Regions from separate parts of the Mus musculus genome. Here regions 1, 3, 4 and 5 are each linked to region 2. The links are chromatin contacts, called in public Hi-C and HiChIP or PLAC-seq maps. All regions are on one chromosome and are shown on one strand. The core of a region is the stretch at or near the end of the contact, and the rest is flanking DNA. Distances in the headings are between cores, read along the strand shown. Region 1 overlaps Tiam1 (T cell lymphoma invasion and metastasis 1). Region 2 has its middle 25 kb from the start of Tiam1. Region 3 has its middle 26 kb from the start of Gm10789. Region 4 has its middle 16 kb from the start of Gm35714. Region 5 has its middle 3.9 kb from the start of Gm10789.

What was found. Hi-C and Micro-C count contacts between places; a contact is called where the count stands out from the background. HiChIP or PLAC-seq counts read pairs in DNA pulled down with a chosen protein or histone mark.
Region 1: a Hi-C map of bone marrow-derived macrophages shows a contact between it and region 2, with 43 read pairs. The contact joins two enhancer-like sites. A contact is called at or near these places in 11 of 484 Hi-C or Micro-C datasets (the HPC-7 cell line, Th1 cells, bone marrow-derived macrophages and 7 more), 5 of 115 datasets of contacts at active chromatin or transcription factors (CD8 T cells, T-cell acute lymphoblastic leukemia, bone marrow-derived macrophages and 2 more) and 5 of 9 other capture datasets (adipose tissue, embryonic stem cells, liver and 2 more).
Region 3: a contact with region 2 is called in an H3K4me3 HiChIP or PLAC-seq map of bone marrow-derived macrophages, with 2.5 times the contacts expected there. The contact joins two enhancer-like sites. A contact is called at or near these places in 1 of 15 datasets of contacts at CTCF or cohesin (large pre-B cells), 1 of 484 Hi-C or Micro-C datasets (granulocyte-monocyte progenitors), 7 of 115 datasets of contacts at active chromatin or transcription factors (CD8 T cells, T-cell acute lymphoblastic leukemia, acute myeloid leukemia and 3 more) and 5 of 9 other capture datasets (adipose tissue, embryonic stem cells, liver and 2 more).
Region 4: a Hi-C map of bone marrow-derived macrophages shows a contact between it and region 2, with 2.1 times the contacts expected there. The contact joins two enhancer-like sites. A contact is called at or near these places in 4 of 484 Hi-C or Micro-C datasets (LSK cells, Th1 cells, bone marrow-derived macrophages and 1 more), 5 of 115 datasets of contacts at active chromatin or transcription factors (CD8 T cells, T-cell acute lymphoblastic leukemia, bone marrow-derived macrophages and 2 more) and 4 of 9 other capture datasets (adipose tissue, liver, macrophages and 1 more).
Region 5: a contact with region 2 is called in an H3K4me3 HiChIP or PLAC-seq map of bone marrow-derived macrophages, with 5 times the contacts expected there. The contact joins two enhancer-like sites. A contact is called at or near these places in 4 of 39 promoter capture datasets (the 3T3-L1 cell line, the C10 cell line, the HPC-7 cell line and 1 more), 2 of 15 datasets of contacts at CTCF or cohesin (the NIH/3T3 cell line and large pre-B cells), 9 of 484 Hi-C or Micro-C datasets (CD4 T cells, CD8 T cells, the N1E-115 cell line and 5 more), 17 of 115 datasets of contacts at active chromatin or transcription factors (the HPC-7 cell line, SST interneurons, bone marrow-derived macrophages and 11 more) and 4 of 9 other capture datasets (adipose tissue, liver, macrophages and 1 more).

What each region holds. Positions count from the first base shown.
Region 1 is chr16:89,847,948-89,850,779 of GRCm38.p6, reverse strand. It overlaps Tiam1 (T cell lymphoma invasion and metastasis 1), which reads left to right. Exons shown (of 28, transcript NM_009384.3): 12 at 1,026-1,130. Among named protein-coding and RNA genes, the nearest start is that of Gm52239, 55 kb to the right of the region's middle. Within about 2 kb of position 1,384, at least 86 of the 459 cell types and tissues checked have an H3K27ac peak or open chromatin away from gene starts, as enhancers often do. A contact at or near this core is called in CD8 T cells, T-cell acute lymphoblastic leukemia, Th1 cells and 6 more, where this site is marked.
Region 2 is chr16:89,984,879-89,987,578 of GRCm38.p6, reverse strand. It overlaps a transcript of Tiam1 not described here. Among named protein-coding and RNA genes, the nearest start is that of Tiam1, 25 kb to the right of the region's middle. Within about 2 kb of position 1,323, at least 121 of the 459 cell types and tissues checked have an H3K27ac peak or open chromatin away from gene starts, as enhancers often do. A contact at or near this core is called in CD8 T cells, T-cell acute lymphoblastic leukemia, Th1 cells and 8 more, where this site is marked.
Region 3 is chr16:90,166,622-90,169,321 of GRCm38.p6, reverse strand. No RefSeq gene overlaps it. Among named protein-coding and RNA genes, the nearest start is that of Gm10789, 26 kb to the right of the region's middle. Within about 2 kb of position 1,436, at least 5 of the 459 cell types and tissues checked have an H3K27ac peak or open chromatin away from gene starts, as enhancers often do. A contact at or near this core is called in bone marrow-derived macrophages, where this site is marked.
Region 4 is chr16:90,186,316-90,189,015 of GRCm38.p6, reverse strand. No RefSeq gene overlaps it. Among named protein-coding and RNA genes, the nearest start is that of Gm35714, 16 kb to the left of the region's middle. Within about 2 kb of position 1,320, at least 11 of the 459 cell types and tissues checked have an H3K27ac peak or open chromatin away from gene starts, as enhancers often do. A contact at or near this core is called in bone marrow-derived macrophages, where this site is marked.
Region 5 is chr16:90,137,021-90,139,720 of GRCm38.p6, reverse strand. It overlaps a transcript of Tiam1 not described here. Among named protein-coding and RNA genes, the nearest start is that of Gm10789, 3.9 kb to the left of the region's middle. Within about 2 kb of position 1,415, at least 48 of the 459 cell types and tissues checked have an H3K27ac peak or open chromatin away from gene starts, as enhancers often do. A contact at or near this core is called in bone marrow-derived macrophages, double positive thymocytes and thymic regulatory T cells, where this site is marked.

The DNA.
Region 1 (2,832 bases), core at 135-2,634, 140 kb after region 2:
TTACTTCATATAAAATTGAAATTTTATTTTAAAAAGTTGAGAAATTTCAAATGTATGTAGAAGTGAGATCCATGTAATACATCCTCGTGTGCCCATTGCATAGGATATATAATTACCATGTTTCATTGGTTTGTTTATTCTGTCTCCAAGTGTGAATGACTTTGGAAGCAAATTCCAAACAGTTTATCTCTTCCTTGCTAGTGTTTTAAGGTGCAGTTTCAAACGATAACGACACTTCAAAATTAAACCTACCCGTTTAAATCCTCTCTTGTGCTGTAATTCCTTGTTGTCTTCTAACATTTGAAAAGCGTGTTTGTTTTCTCCCATGTGTCTTCTTGGCTGTGGATTGAAAAATATTTATAAAACCATATTAATCATGGTTCTTCTTTAGTCAGATTAACTCCAGGATGGTATCTTAGTGTAGATCCACGGAGCTGTCTTAGAGGAACGGTGAGGCCCCGAGAGCTCTAATTCCCAAGCCATTTGCTGTGCATCCCAGGCTGGAGGTGCACTCTCACAGCCCCGAGGGAGTCCCATTCTGGGATACATAAGCAAGGCTGGAACCCTGGCCTCTTCTTGCTTGTGTGATGGCCGGCTTGCAGTGAGCCCCTAACACTTGTCCTGGGGCCCAGCAGCCGTTTTCTCTCTCATTGTAACCCCCCCCACCCCGTTTCTCTGTTTCTCTGTTCCTCCGTTCCTCCGTGTGTCCGTTCCACCTCACCATGTGAGTGTATGCCATGACGTGCAAGAGCTTCTTTAAGAGATACAGTTGAAAACTCAAACCAAACACACGGGTCTGTGGCTCAGTTTTCTGCACTGAGTTGCATGATCCGTATGACATTTTATTAATGAGTTCCAGGTCCGATTTGTAGTCTAACCTTTTTTTTTTTTTAAGTATAGAAACCTGCCACCCAACCCCCATCCCCATTGCCTTAGGGAACAAGATAACAAGTCTCCCGATCTCTCGAGGACGGAATCCCTCCTGTTCACTACTAAACAGACATTTTCCTCCCTTCCTGTCCTAGACACATCAACTGGATCATTCCGCCCATTACCTGCGCCTGAAATTCCTAATGGAGAACAGAGTGCAGTTCTACATCCCGCAGCCCGAGGAGGACATTTACGAGCTGGTAATGTTTACGACCACTGTCCTCGAACACCCCGTCTGAGATAATTTTCAAATCGTGCATGTACTTGTGGTAATTGTAGCTGGTGGGATGGAATGAGCTTCATTCAGAGCCACAGAGCTGGCAGAAATAACCTTGCTTATCACAGAAATCCCGGAGTGGAAAGTCGCCTTTGCTTGTCCAAAAAGCAGGGCTGCGCTGCCACCAAAGACGTTGAAACCCACAGATGATGCTCAGATAAGAGTTGAGTCATCAGGACAGACTCTTGCTGAACACCTTTCTTTTTAATCGGTGACTCTAAAATCAGTTGGCGGTTGCCACAGTGAAAGCGCTCCAATTTTGTGCAACTTCTACCATCTTATCAGAACTGACGGGGTAAATCTTGTGGGTGTAACACCCCCCTCCCCCACCTCCCCGACCATCCATCTAATGCATCACCCAGCTTGCTGAAACTGCATTCACACAGATTCTTGGAGACATCTGTGGATGTCTGAGTCTCCTTAGAGATAGAGAACGCAGTTTCTGATCTGGGCCTGAGATTATTATCAGTTCTTCTGCATACAAATCATAGGGGGCTGGCGAGCATAAGACACCAATACCGAAAGTTCTGGGATTTTACAAAGGGCAGAAAGATGGTTTCTCAGTAGGTGTTAGCGGTTGTCACCTTGGTAACCACTGGCAGGTTCCTTTTCTTAGCAGAGCAGTGCATCTTTCAGTTCTAATAAACAGTGGTTTGGGGACCAAGGGCCTCTCTTGGGGAATGTTCTGGCTTCTCGGTTCTTAGTCATCTTTCTGGGGGACACAGAGCTGCTTGTCGTGGAGCTGGGGATAGAAACAGGGGAGTGACTCCCCACAGAAAGCAGAACTGGAAGTACAGCTCAGAGGTTCCTTTTGGAAAGAGGAACCACAGTGCAGAATGTCATAGGGAGTGGCATTTTAAATCAACTTCTTGAGCTATACTTCTTCTATTAGGAAACTCTCGACAACCGTAAGCGCATAACAGATACAAGTGGTTGTTTCCACTGGAAGAGTTATGATTTGGAGTGTTTCTGCCAGCCGAAAAGGTCACCCCAGATCTCTAAAGTATTATATTTTTTTTTTGAGGAAATATGGATTTTTCTCTTGTGGCAGTCTGATCATGTTATATGTTGGAAGAGGATGAAAGTGGGCCTGGTGGGGGGATGGTTCTGTGACTAAGAAAAGGACGGCTCCTGCAGAGGAACCAGCTTAAGGTTCTCAGTGCCCACATGGCGGCTCACCACCATCCACAATTGTAATTCTGGGCTATCTGATGCCCTCTTCTGGCCTCTGTAGTCACTGCACACACATGGTGCATAAATGTGCCTGCAGGCAAAACACTCATATACATAAATATTGCAAAGGGAAAAGGACATAAATGACCTCTCGACTCTTTAAGCCACTGTTGACTGTGTTGATGGAGATGGAGCTGGTCTCATTAACAGCCAGGAGCCAAGGTGTTCCTTCTGAGAATTAAATAGCCAGTTGTTTGTGTTCTGTGAACATACTCAAGGAGTCCTTTCCATGCCAAAGAAGAAAAGCCTTAGCTCAGCACTACAGTCCTCATCTGTAGCCCTAGCTGCTCAGGGGGCTGAGGCAGAAGAGTTGCATGACCTCTAGGAGTTCAAGGTTAGCTTGGAGAACAACACAGCAAGATGTTTCTTGGAAGAAAAAAAAAAATCCCATG
Region 2 (2,700 bases), core at 74-2,573:
TCGTTGAGGGCCATTGTGTGTGACAGAAACCCCCACCTATCCCTGGCACAGAGGCTATAAGGAGAGCGTGCCCAGCCCAGAGTGGAAAACCCCCACTCTCAGGAGCTGAGAGGAATCTTTCTCTCTGGACTATCTGTAGCGCTGTAGATCTAGGGTTCTCAAACTTGGTCCGAGGGCCGGATTCTTCTGGGTTCCTCTGAGTGTAAGGTCCTTGACGTAAGAAGGCCTCTTAGGTTTTTAAGTGGTTGGGAGAAAAAAGACCAGATGAGCAGTACTGTATACCACATTGGTCGCTGACAGCACACATGTGCCAGTGCCTCCTGGTGAGTACTGAGCACCGCGCAGGGCTGTGGCTGGCTTAGTTGAGGGGGATGGTCTCAGGTGTCTTTGCTGTGAGGAAATCATGGCCCCGTGCAGCTCCCCCCAGAACTCGCGCCTCCTGTTAGGCAGCACAGGACTGTTACAGTCTGTGTCATGTGACTGACTAGCATGTGAAATTTGAATTTCAGTCTTCATGCGCAAAGTGATACTGGAACAAAGCCACACTGGCTCAGTGGCCTGTACTCTCTGATTGTTGACACGTTCTCCAGAGCCTAGGAGAGTTTGCCCATTAGGGTTTTCTAGCCCCTGTTCTGATGCAGCCAGCACAAGCCCAGGTAGTTCTAGCTGTACCGTCCGTAATCCACCTATGACGTACATGCATCAGTTCCCACCATATGCGTGAACTCAGCTTCCTCTCCTCCCCGGCCCTGCCTTCAGTTGCTTGTGGCACGGGTTGCAGGCATCGCTGCCTCCTACAGGGCCTTCATCAGGCTCCCTATAGAGGCCGGAGGAGTACACGGGTGGATGGATATTCACCCAGGCCCTTTCAGGACTTCTCTTGTACTCTCCGCTGCACTTGGAGAAGAGGAGCTCTGTCCGTTGATCTGTGAGAGAACACTCCACCAGCAATTTGTAAATGGCGCTTTGGTTAACAGACTTGTCGCAGTTGGAATCCTTTTGTTTTGGGCCATCCATAGGAAAGCAGACAGTGCAGGGCTAGGGTCTTTCATCCTTTTCTAGGCCCTGGGATGCTGCGAAGCTCACCATACAGAGAAATATTGAGAAATCTGCAGGCTAGTGCCTGCATTTGGACCGTTCCGTGTAACACTGAAACCTCATGCTTTCTGGCAGAGATAACGGAGTGACGTGTGAATATAAAAGTCAGCGATAAGACCCATGCAGCCGAGGGTTCAGCAGCGTTGTCACGGGTCACGCTGGCTCCTGGTGGCTCTTTCTTGGAACCCAACACCACTCATCTCTCCTTAAGCAGAGCCCCTCAGCAGAGCTACAGGAAGAGGCTTTTCTGCTCGTGGCTCCACTGCCTGTGGTTTCAAGGGCACTTCCTCTGGTTGCCCCAAGCAACTGGTTTCCTCCAAACCAGAAAGCTTTCTTTGGAAGAACTCTGAGATCGTAATCTCAAGGCTGGCAAAGGCAGCTGTAGCTACCGCTCCGCTTTCAGGCACTGGTGGGAGGGAGATAAGTCTATCCTAGCCATCCTCTGACTATTCAGTGTTTGGGAAAGGAAAAAAAGAAAGATTCGACAGAGAAACACATGAGGATGTTGGGCCAGCACGAGTCACCGAAGGTTGTTTGAAAGGACATAATCAGAGAAAGCTCTGGGGAGTGGCAACATGTTCTACACAGAATGTGGGGTGGAGAGCGGTGCTCCTAGCAGGGCCAGCCTCCACTGCTTATCACTGCAGAGCAACCGAACAGTAAAACCCTTTCAAGACACCCATCGAGTACCATACATCATGAGTGAGACCTGAGGGTTGCCGGACTAGAAGCCCCAGTGGTCTGAAGGCTTGCTAATGTGGCACTTGTTTTCCTGGGTGAGGGTCAAGAGAGGCTGGAGTTAGGGGAGCAGAGGATGCAGAGAGGATCTCTCTGACACCCCTGTTTTCCAGGTTTCCGTTGTTCTGACTCAGACCAGTATAGCCCAAGCAAAGTTGTTCAAAGCTGGACACATTCATGTTTAAAAACCAAGACCTGGGTTAGTTAGCCAGATGGCTCAGCAGGTAAAGGCAGTTGCCTTTACACAAGGTTGGACCCCTCAACCTCCATTTGGTCCCTGCAACCTTCATGTCAAAGGTGGAGAACTCATTCCTGTAAGTTGCCCTCTGTCCACCCCATAAGCAACTTGTCTTGAGGACCCTTGCCCAACATAAATAACTTGCAATAAAATAATTTCTTGCCGGGCAGTGGTGGCGCACGCCTTTAAATTAAGCCCAGCACTTGGGAGGCAGAGGCAGGCAGATATCTGAGTTCGAGGCTAGCCTGGTCTACAGAGTGAGTTCCAGGACAGCCAGGGCTATACAGAGAAACTCAGAAAACAAATTTTTTTTTTTTTTAAAGAACAAAATTCAAGGTAGTTCTATGATTAGCTTGTATGGACCATTGGCCGGCTTCCTCAGTCACTTGGACCCTGGGCAGGAGGAGTCTTGATCTCTGTTTGAGCATGTGGTTAGGGATAAGGGTAAAGAAAGCACAGAAAAGCAAGCACAAACTAACGTGGCCAAACCTGGATCCTATTGCCAGGCCTTGCAGATTCTCCCACCAGAGAACTTGGTGTCCTGTTCTGTAGTGTTGTTCTAACGAGAGTGGGTTCGTGTTATAGATGTGAAGACTTCGTGCTATCCCCGGAGATGGTGGGCTGGC
Region 3 (2,700 bases), core at 187-2,686, 180 kb before region 2:
GTTGGCAGAGATATGGCTACAGGGTCATATGGTCATACGGTCAAGGCTTATGGGTTCTCTATCTCTGTGCCTCCTGATGATTGACATGTGAGGAAGCAGGTTCACACTCCTCTCCCATGGGCCTGGCCTCACAGCGGCAGCTTTCCTGCCACCATGGTGCTCACTCTCGAGCCATGAGCTAGTACAATCCTTCCTCCCTCACATCATTACTTGCCAGTATTTGGTCGTTGATACCCTTGCCCTGTCATCCTTTTCTTCATTTTTAGTTGTAGCAGATCTGTTTTCTTCGGGAGATCCACTAGTCTCCAGGGAGAAGAGCTGAGATCTGAAGTCTACTCAAGCTGAGGCAAATAGATGCTTGGATTGGCTACCCAAGAAAGGCTAAATGTTTTTTTGCTCTAAAGGTGTTGTCCTGGAAACACCAGCTTCCTGGATTCCCTGATGGCCTGATTTCCTGTTCTGTTTGAGAACTTGTGGCGCAGCTTATATTTTTCTTCTGTAACGTACCACTGAATTCAACTGATAAACTTCATTTGTGTAATGTTTTGCTTGAACAACTCAAAGTTCACTGCTATGTGAATAAAGGATTGCTTAGAGCCACTTCAGAACGAAAAGTCCTGAGGGTGAGGCGGATGCTCTGTGATGGGGAGGCCTGCTTCCTCATCATTTCCTTGTGAACCTGTACATTTTCCCTGTGAGAGGAAAAATGTGTTCAGTAGAGTAAGTAGGAAATAGGGTTTTAACAAAGAGAAACAGTGTATGTGGGAGAGGAGAGCTAGACTCTGTGTACCTGGAAAGTATGTACCAAAGGGCTTGGGCCAGGGAGAGCCTGACTCTGTGTACCTGGAAAGTATGTACCAAAGGGCTTGGGCCGGCACAGTAGAACCCTTTGAGAGGTCTTGAAATCCTTTCTGTGATGTACCTTCTTCTTTCCACACCTAGTCACTTTCTGTAGTCCAAACACATCTATTTTAGAGACATAGCTGTCATGTAGTCCAGGCTGGCCTTAGGTTTGCTAAGTAGCTGAGGTTGGCCTTGAACATCCAATTCCTGATCCTCCTATGCCACCATTTCCAGCTAGAAGATTTGTCTGTTCTTTCTTTCTTAAACGTTTATTTTTGAGGTCATATATCCATTTGTTTCCTTGACTGGCCTTGAACTTGTGGCCCTCCTACCTCTGCTTCCCAAGTGCTGGCATGATAAGAATTCACCATTGTACCACCCAACTTAAAAGTCACAGATTACTAGAGTCTGCTCTGAGAGCTCCAGGGAAGGTCTCATTAGAACGCAGAGACTATATGTACATTTCCACAAGGTCCCGGTGATGTCCAAATTCCTGGTCCCGAGGAACACAATGTGCATGAAAATCGGTCCAGTTTTCTCCTGTTCATCACAAAAAGGGATTTCCAAGCTTAGCACCCTTGTAATACCAGTATATGCCAGCAGGTGTCAGCAGTGCACTCTGAGAGGCACGTTAGACGCTGTTCCTTTAGGACCCTAGATATGTTTCCAAAACGGAGACAGCGGAGTGGACTCCTGCCCAGTACTTTCACAGTCTTTGTTCTTTATGATTTTGAAAGCATTTGTTCACGTCTTGCTGGAAATGTGGCTCTTGGGGTTTTGTTATTGTTCATTCGGTTTGGCCTTTGGCTTTTTACACAGGATTTTGTGCAGCCCAGGCTGGACTACTGGACTAACACCTCCTGAATCTTTTGCTTTCACGCCTCAAGTACTGGGATTACAGCACTGTCAGGGCTCAGTTTTCAGATGGCGTTTTCACACATTTTCTTTGTCTTTCTTTTAGAATTTACTTTTATTTTAAAGTGTGTGTGTGTGTGTGTGTGTGTGTGTGCTCGCAGTGCGGCCTCTCACACATACATAAGCCCAGATGCCTGAGGAGTCCAGAGCTAAAGTCATAGGTCGATGCTGGGAACCAAACTCGAGTCCTCTGCAAGAAGAGTAATCAATCACTCAACTGCTAAGTCAGCTCCCCTGCCCTTTACGCATTTTCTTACTTCCAGAGGAGTCTTTGTTTCTGTCAACTCTCCCATTTTACAGGTGAGAAAGTAAAGGTACAGAAAGAATACAGTGACTTGTCTAATACATTGAAGCTGGAGGAGGGAGAGGGAGTCAACACTGGGCGTTTATGCAAAATGCCCCAGTTCGGAAAGAAAGGAAAACACTGCTCCAGGATTTTATTTTATTTTATTTTATTTTATTTGCATTAAGCTTTGTTCTTCTTAGCAAAACTAAAAGCTAGATAAGCATTCTGGGTACTCCCTGGTTCTGATTAAATGCTACTCCTGGTTCTGACAGAACTTCTGTGGGATACATTGTCTATCTTAGATAAAATCTAAGAGAGTCACACGTTCTACCACCACGGTAACTAAGGAATCCCTCTCCAGCACTTGACACCAAAGCCCCCTCCCTGGATCTGTTAGAAGCTGGTGAGGAGGAAAGAAATTGGAGCGTATCAGGTTAAACAAAGGTTTGTCTGTGCCTGGGTGTAGGGGTGTCCAGGAGACTTGATGTCCCATCTTCTGGAACTCCTCGGTTTGTGCAGCCTCAGCCACGTTGTCCCCTGTCCCTCCCAGTCCTCTGCCCCCATCAAAGGGGGCACAAAGAGGCCAGTGTCATCGTGGAGGCCAAGCAGAGTGGATTTGCTGACAGACCTCAGGGGAGAGAGAGCTGTGAATGATG
Region 4 (2,700 bases), core at 71-2,570, 200 kb before region 2:
GGATAGTGATCCTCCCAGTGATGGACAGTGGTCCTCCCAGTGATGGGCAGTGATCCCCCAGTGATGGACAGTGATCCTCCCAGTGATGGACAGTGATCTTCCCAGTGATGGGCAGTGATCCCCCAGTGATGGACAGTGATCCTCCCAGTAATGGACAGTGATCCTCTCAGTGATGGACAGTGGCCCTCCCAATAATGGATAGTGGCCCTCCCAGTGATGGACAGTAGTCCTCCCAGTGATGGACAGTAGTCCTCCCAGTGATGGACAGTAGTCGTCTCCACATCCAAGCTTTAACTTTCTGGTTTTCAATTACTCCAGTCATCTGAAGCTTGAAAATATTAATTGGAAATTCCTAAAAGATAACCTCATATCTTATTTTTCTTATAACATAATTTTTGTTGCAGTGTATTGTGACAATTATTTTATTTTTGGATCTTGTTAATCTCTTACTGTGCCTAGTTTACATGTAAAACTATCACGTATGTTTATATATAGAAAAAAAAGTCTCTTAGGATGTATACCTTATTAATGGGAGCTAGCTGAGTTTGTTGTTGTTGTTTTGTTTTGTTTTCAAGACAGGGTTTCTCTGTATAGCCTTGGCTGTCCTGGAACTCCCTCTGTAGACCAGGCTGGCCTCGAACTCAGAAATCCACCTGCCTCTGCTTCCCAAGTGCTGGGATTAAAGGCATGCGCCACCACTGCCCGGCCAGGAGCTAGCTGTTTTGATTTGTATTTCACATGCTTTACAGAAGACCAAGTTCCTGAGAATAGATGTCTTTGGAAGCCTTGCTAACAAGTTCAAGTAGGTTATCATCCGCGTTTGCTAACCTGGAAACAACTGTGTGAGAGGGGCTGGAGCGTTCAATTCCCAGCAACCGCAAGGTGGCTCACAACCATCTGTAATGGGCATCCGATGCTGTCTTCTGGTGTCTGAAAACAGTGACAGTGTACCCGCATACATTAAATAAATAGACAAAAAAATAAATAAATAAATAAATCTTTAAAAAAAAAAAACCACGTGAGAAGCAAATGACCCTGACATATTAGATACTGTTCCCTTGCTAGGATAAAGCACCATGACCCACCAGAAGCAGTTTATAGAGGAAGGAGCTTATTTTGGATTGTGGTTCGGGTGTGTGTGTGTGAGTGTGAGTCCATCACGGCATCGAGGTGCAGCAGCCAATAGTAGGCATGGAAGCGCGAGCAGAAGCTCAGAGTTCTTATCCCTGGTGGCAAACAGAATTAAAGGGAGCAGATCGGAAGTGGGTGGGTCTGTGTATTCTCCAGGCTAAGCAAGGCCACACTTGACCTACCAAACAGCGCCATCAACTGAGCCTGTTGGGAAATTCCCACCCATGTCACCACGATCCATAAGAGCAGTAGAGCAGGAGCGAGGCCACTCGTTTTATGAGGCTGCAAGGCCCCGAGGCGGGTGGACACAGACTGAGTGGAGCGAACAGTCTGTGAACTCTGACCCCGTGACCCTTCCTCCATTTCCTCTTACCATAATCAGGAGGACACAGCCTGCCTACACGCCATCTAAGTCCCAGTCTTCCTTCCCTTTCTCTCTCTCTCTTATTTGTAATAATCAATCAATGTCTTATTACATCTCTATGTCTTACATCCTTTTTATTTTAATGCTTAGAGGCATGGCCTTGCTGGGCAAGCTCGGCTGTTAGTAATTTTCTTCTCAAAACCTATAGTTTGGGAGCAAAGCTTAGCAAAGTGTGTGGGGTGGCAAGCTAAGCTAGCAGACATTAGGAGGGTAACACTTTCTGTTCATTTAGGCACCATTGAAAAGGACCCTTCAGATTTTATGTCATATACTTAGCAAGTATAATGTTCACACACTAGTGTCCTTAAAGGGATGACGTGTGGGTTCAGGAGAGAGAAACTGAGTGACGATCTCTCTCTCTCTCTCTCTCTCTCTCTCTCTCTCTCTCTCTCTCTCTCTCTCTGACACACACAGACATTCATGCATACAATGAACAGGGGTGACTCCCATCCTCAGAGTGTGATCAAGATGAGAGGATATGAGGATCAGCAAAGGACTGTGGGAAATGACAGGAATCCGGCAGCTCCTCAGGAGTGCCTCTGAGTACCTTGGGGCACAGTGTCCCCCTTGCCAGATGGATGGTGGATCCCCAGGAGCTGAGAACAGCTTCATGGGCAGGGGACAGAGTCAACTGAGCAAGCACCTCCCTTCTGTTTGAAAGGTTGTCCCTGGTGTCTGCAGACCTGGTGATCAGCTCTGTTTTAAATCAGAGAACAGGGAGGCTATGAACAGTGAAGTAATTTGGCAAAGCCACCCAGTTGGTGAATGCACTGGCATTAGAACTTCAGGAATACACTTGTATATACTCACCTTCTTCAACCACTGCCTTATGAAAGCAGGTTTTATTGGGTTTTCCCAGGATTATAGACCAAATATGATAATACAGATTTGACATAAGAAATCACATCTTCTTATTGACAGGTACCCAGAATGCTCAGATAAACTGCCAAGCATAAAAGTGCTGAGAAAAGATGAGCTATCCAAAATACCAGAAAAGCTAGCTCCTGATCATCAAAGGTCCCAGAACGATGGCTTAAGTGGCCAGCAGGTGGCAGCAAGGTTTCACTGTTGTCTTGAGCCCAGACTCGCTGATCGGTCCTTCAGAATCCACTAAGACACAATGGAGACAGTCACTCCTCCCCTCC
Region 5 (2,700 bases), core at 166-2,665, 150 kb before region 2:
GAGGTGGGGGTGGGGGGATATCCCAACAGTTTTGAAACCTAGGATAACTGAGGTATGGTATTGGGAAATGGTATTGGGAAAGGTGCCCGATGTTTCCTGCTGGGAACGTTTTAAGTTGGGAAGTAGAAATAAAAGAAGGGTGGGGGGTGGGCTCGAATAAAACAAAATAAGATACCCCCTCCCCCAAACAACCTTCATGTATCGGTTCCAGTTTCTGCCGCCTCGAGAATGGATTTACCAATGATCCAGAGGCTCACGCTGTCCCTCTAGCTACAGTTTTACTTCAGCTACTCTTTGCTTATGATAGACCAAACACATTAAGTATAAAGATCTAGAAACAAATCGCAGTGTTACTACAGTCATTAGAGATGGAGTATCTCTGTCTTGTCCAGGGTGTCCTTGAACTCAGTTCTCTCCATTCTCCTGCCTTAGACTCCTGAACGCTGGGATTTCCGGTATGTGCTGTCATACCTGGGAAATTATTGTGTTTTTTTTTTTTTTTAAGGGGATGAGTCTTACCTTTTAAATAGCTTTTATTAAAGTATGTGGTTGTGACTATTCTATTTATTTGTTTTTGAAGTCATGGGATTCCAACCCAAGGCTTTGCATAAGCTAAGTTTTACCACTAAGCCACACCCTTGGACCAATTGTCTTAGTTACTGTGATTTCTTCCTGGCCCCTTCTTTCTCTCTGAGTTAGGACTCTTACTTTGAAACCCTGGATGTGTCGGAACTCACAATGTTCCTGTGTAAATGTGTACAAGACATTAATAATTAGGCACAGTTCCCCCTTCTATACACTTCTCAACCTCTGTCACCACCACTGTCAGCAGTCAGCCAGGTGCTCACCTTTAGTCCTAGCCCTTGGGAGGCAGACACAGATAGATCTCTGTGAGCCTGGTCTACACAGTGCGTTTCAAGACAGCCAGGGCTACAAAGAGAAACCCTGTCTTGAAAATCAACTATTCCTGGCTCTGTAGTGAATTTCTTTTCTTTTTTTTCTCCCGCCCCATGTAGTGAATTTCTTATTGTGTCTTGTTTACAGATGAAATGTGGCATGGGTCTGTATTGTTGGAACCGACAGTGTGTGTGTGTGTGTGTGTGTGTGTGTGTGTGGTTGTATCCATGGATCTACAGGTCAGTCTGGTTTGGAACAATCCTTGGGCCTGAGGTCTTGGAGCTAGTTTAAGGAGACTTGCTGTGTACAGTTTGTGAGGGAGGGGCTACAAGGCTGCAGCAGCGGGCCTGAGCCCCCGCCTGACGCCTGGCATGGCGTGGAGCGGAGGGTCTCCTAGGCTAACGACTTTCAGTTGCATTTCCTTAGGAGCCCCAAACGCACTTCTGCCGCAGTGGGGGAAGACAGGATATCCTGTAGAAACAGGCTGCCTTTGTGAAATCTGCCACCCCTGGGGACCACTTCCATCTCCCCTGCCACTCTCCCATCTTCCTTAGAGCTCTGAACCTCGTCAACACAGATCAAGTCTGCCTCCTGCTCCAGATTTCCTGCGTCAGCTCTGCGGAGGTGAGAATAGGCCCAGCAACCTGGCAGGTCGGCCCAGGGAGGTGGAAGGTCGTCAGGATGAGGCCCAGTCTAGGAGTGTTCCCGGTGGAGGTCTGGGGGCTGTGGAGATGGAGTCGGTGAGGAGGAGGGCAGGAGGTGGAGATGTGCTCATCTGAACTGGTGTCTGAGCGGCCATGAGGGAAGGGTGGGTGCTTTGCAGGCTGTTCCTGTCCCCCTACTTACTGGAAGGCTCCAGGGTCTGTGGGGAGGGATCTCAGGCTCAGGCCTGGCCTTGGCAGGTCATTTTTCAAACCTCACAACCTCTTCTCTGTGATATGCCGTATTATTGCCGTATTACCAGCCCTGTGGGTTGTCTTTGCTTGTTTGTTTTGAGTCATTCTTGCTCTGTAGCCTAGGCTGACCTTCTTCTCCTTGAGATTTTCCTGACTCAGCCTCCCAAGTGCTGGAGTTCCCTGATGTGTGCCACCACACTGGCTCAGCTCTGGGCTTTTGTCATCCACCGGCAGCACGGGGGTTGGATGGATTGTGTCCCTGGCTGCCCCCCACCCCAGGCGATGGTTTCCAGTGGGAGTTGTCTCTGGGGACTCCGGGGTTGGCTCCTGTTCCTTTTCAGGCACACAGATCGTGCGCTGTATTGCACAGGCTGCTTTTGAACTTACGACACTCACCTCAGCCTCTCTGGTGCTCGGATCACAGATCCGTGCCGCCGTGGACAGCTTAGCCTAGTTTTTCTTGCGTTTGTATCTGTGTGTCACGTATGCCTACGTGTGCCTTTGTGTTTGCACGTGTATGGGTGGGCTCATGGGTGTTCAGCTCTGCATGAGTTCTCGTGGGGAGACCGGAGATTGGCATTGAGTGTCTGCCTGACCACTTCCCGCTTTATTTATAACCAAGGCTTTGGTTAGTCAGCTAGCCTGCCCGCCTGCCCACCCGCCCGCCCGCCTGCCTGCCCGCCCGCCCGCCTGCCTGCCCACCTGCCCACCTGCCCGACTGCCCGCCCTCCGGCCCTGGGGAAGCCTTTGCTTTGTCTCTTCTATCCTTTGAGCACTGGGATCATAGGCCAGCTGTCACAGGTGGGCTTTTATGTGAGTGCCAGGAACCTGCAAATACTTTATTCACTGAGCCGTCTCCTGAGCCCCAGCATATCATCCCTTAAGCATCCTTCCTCTGGAAGCATGT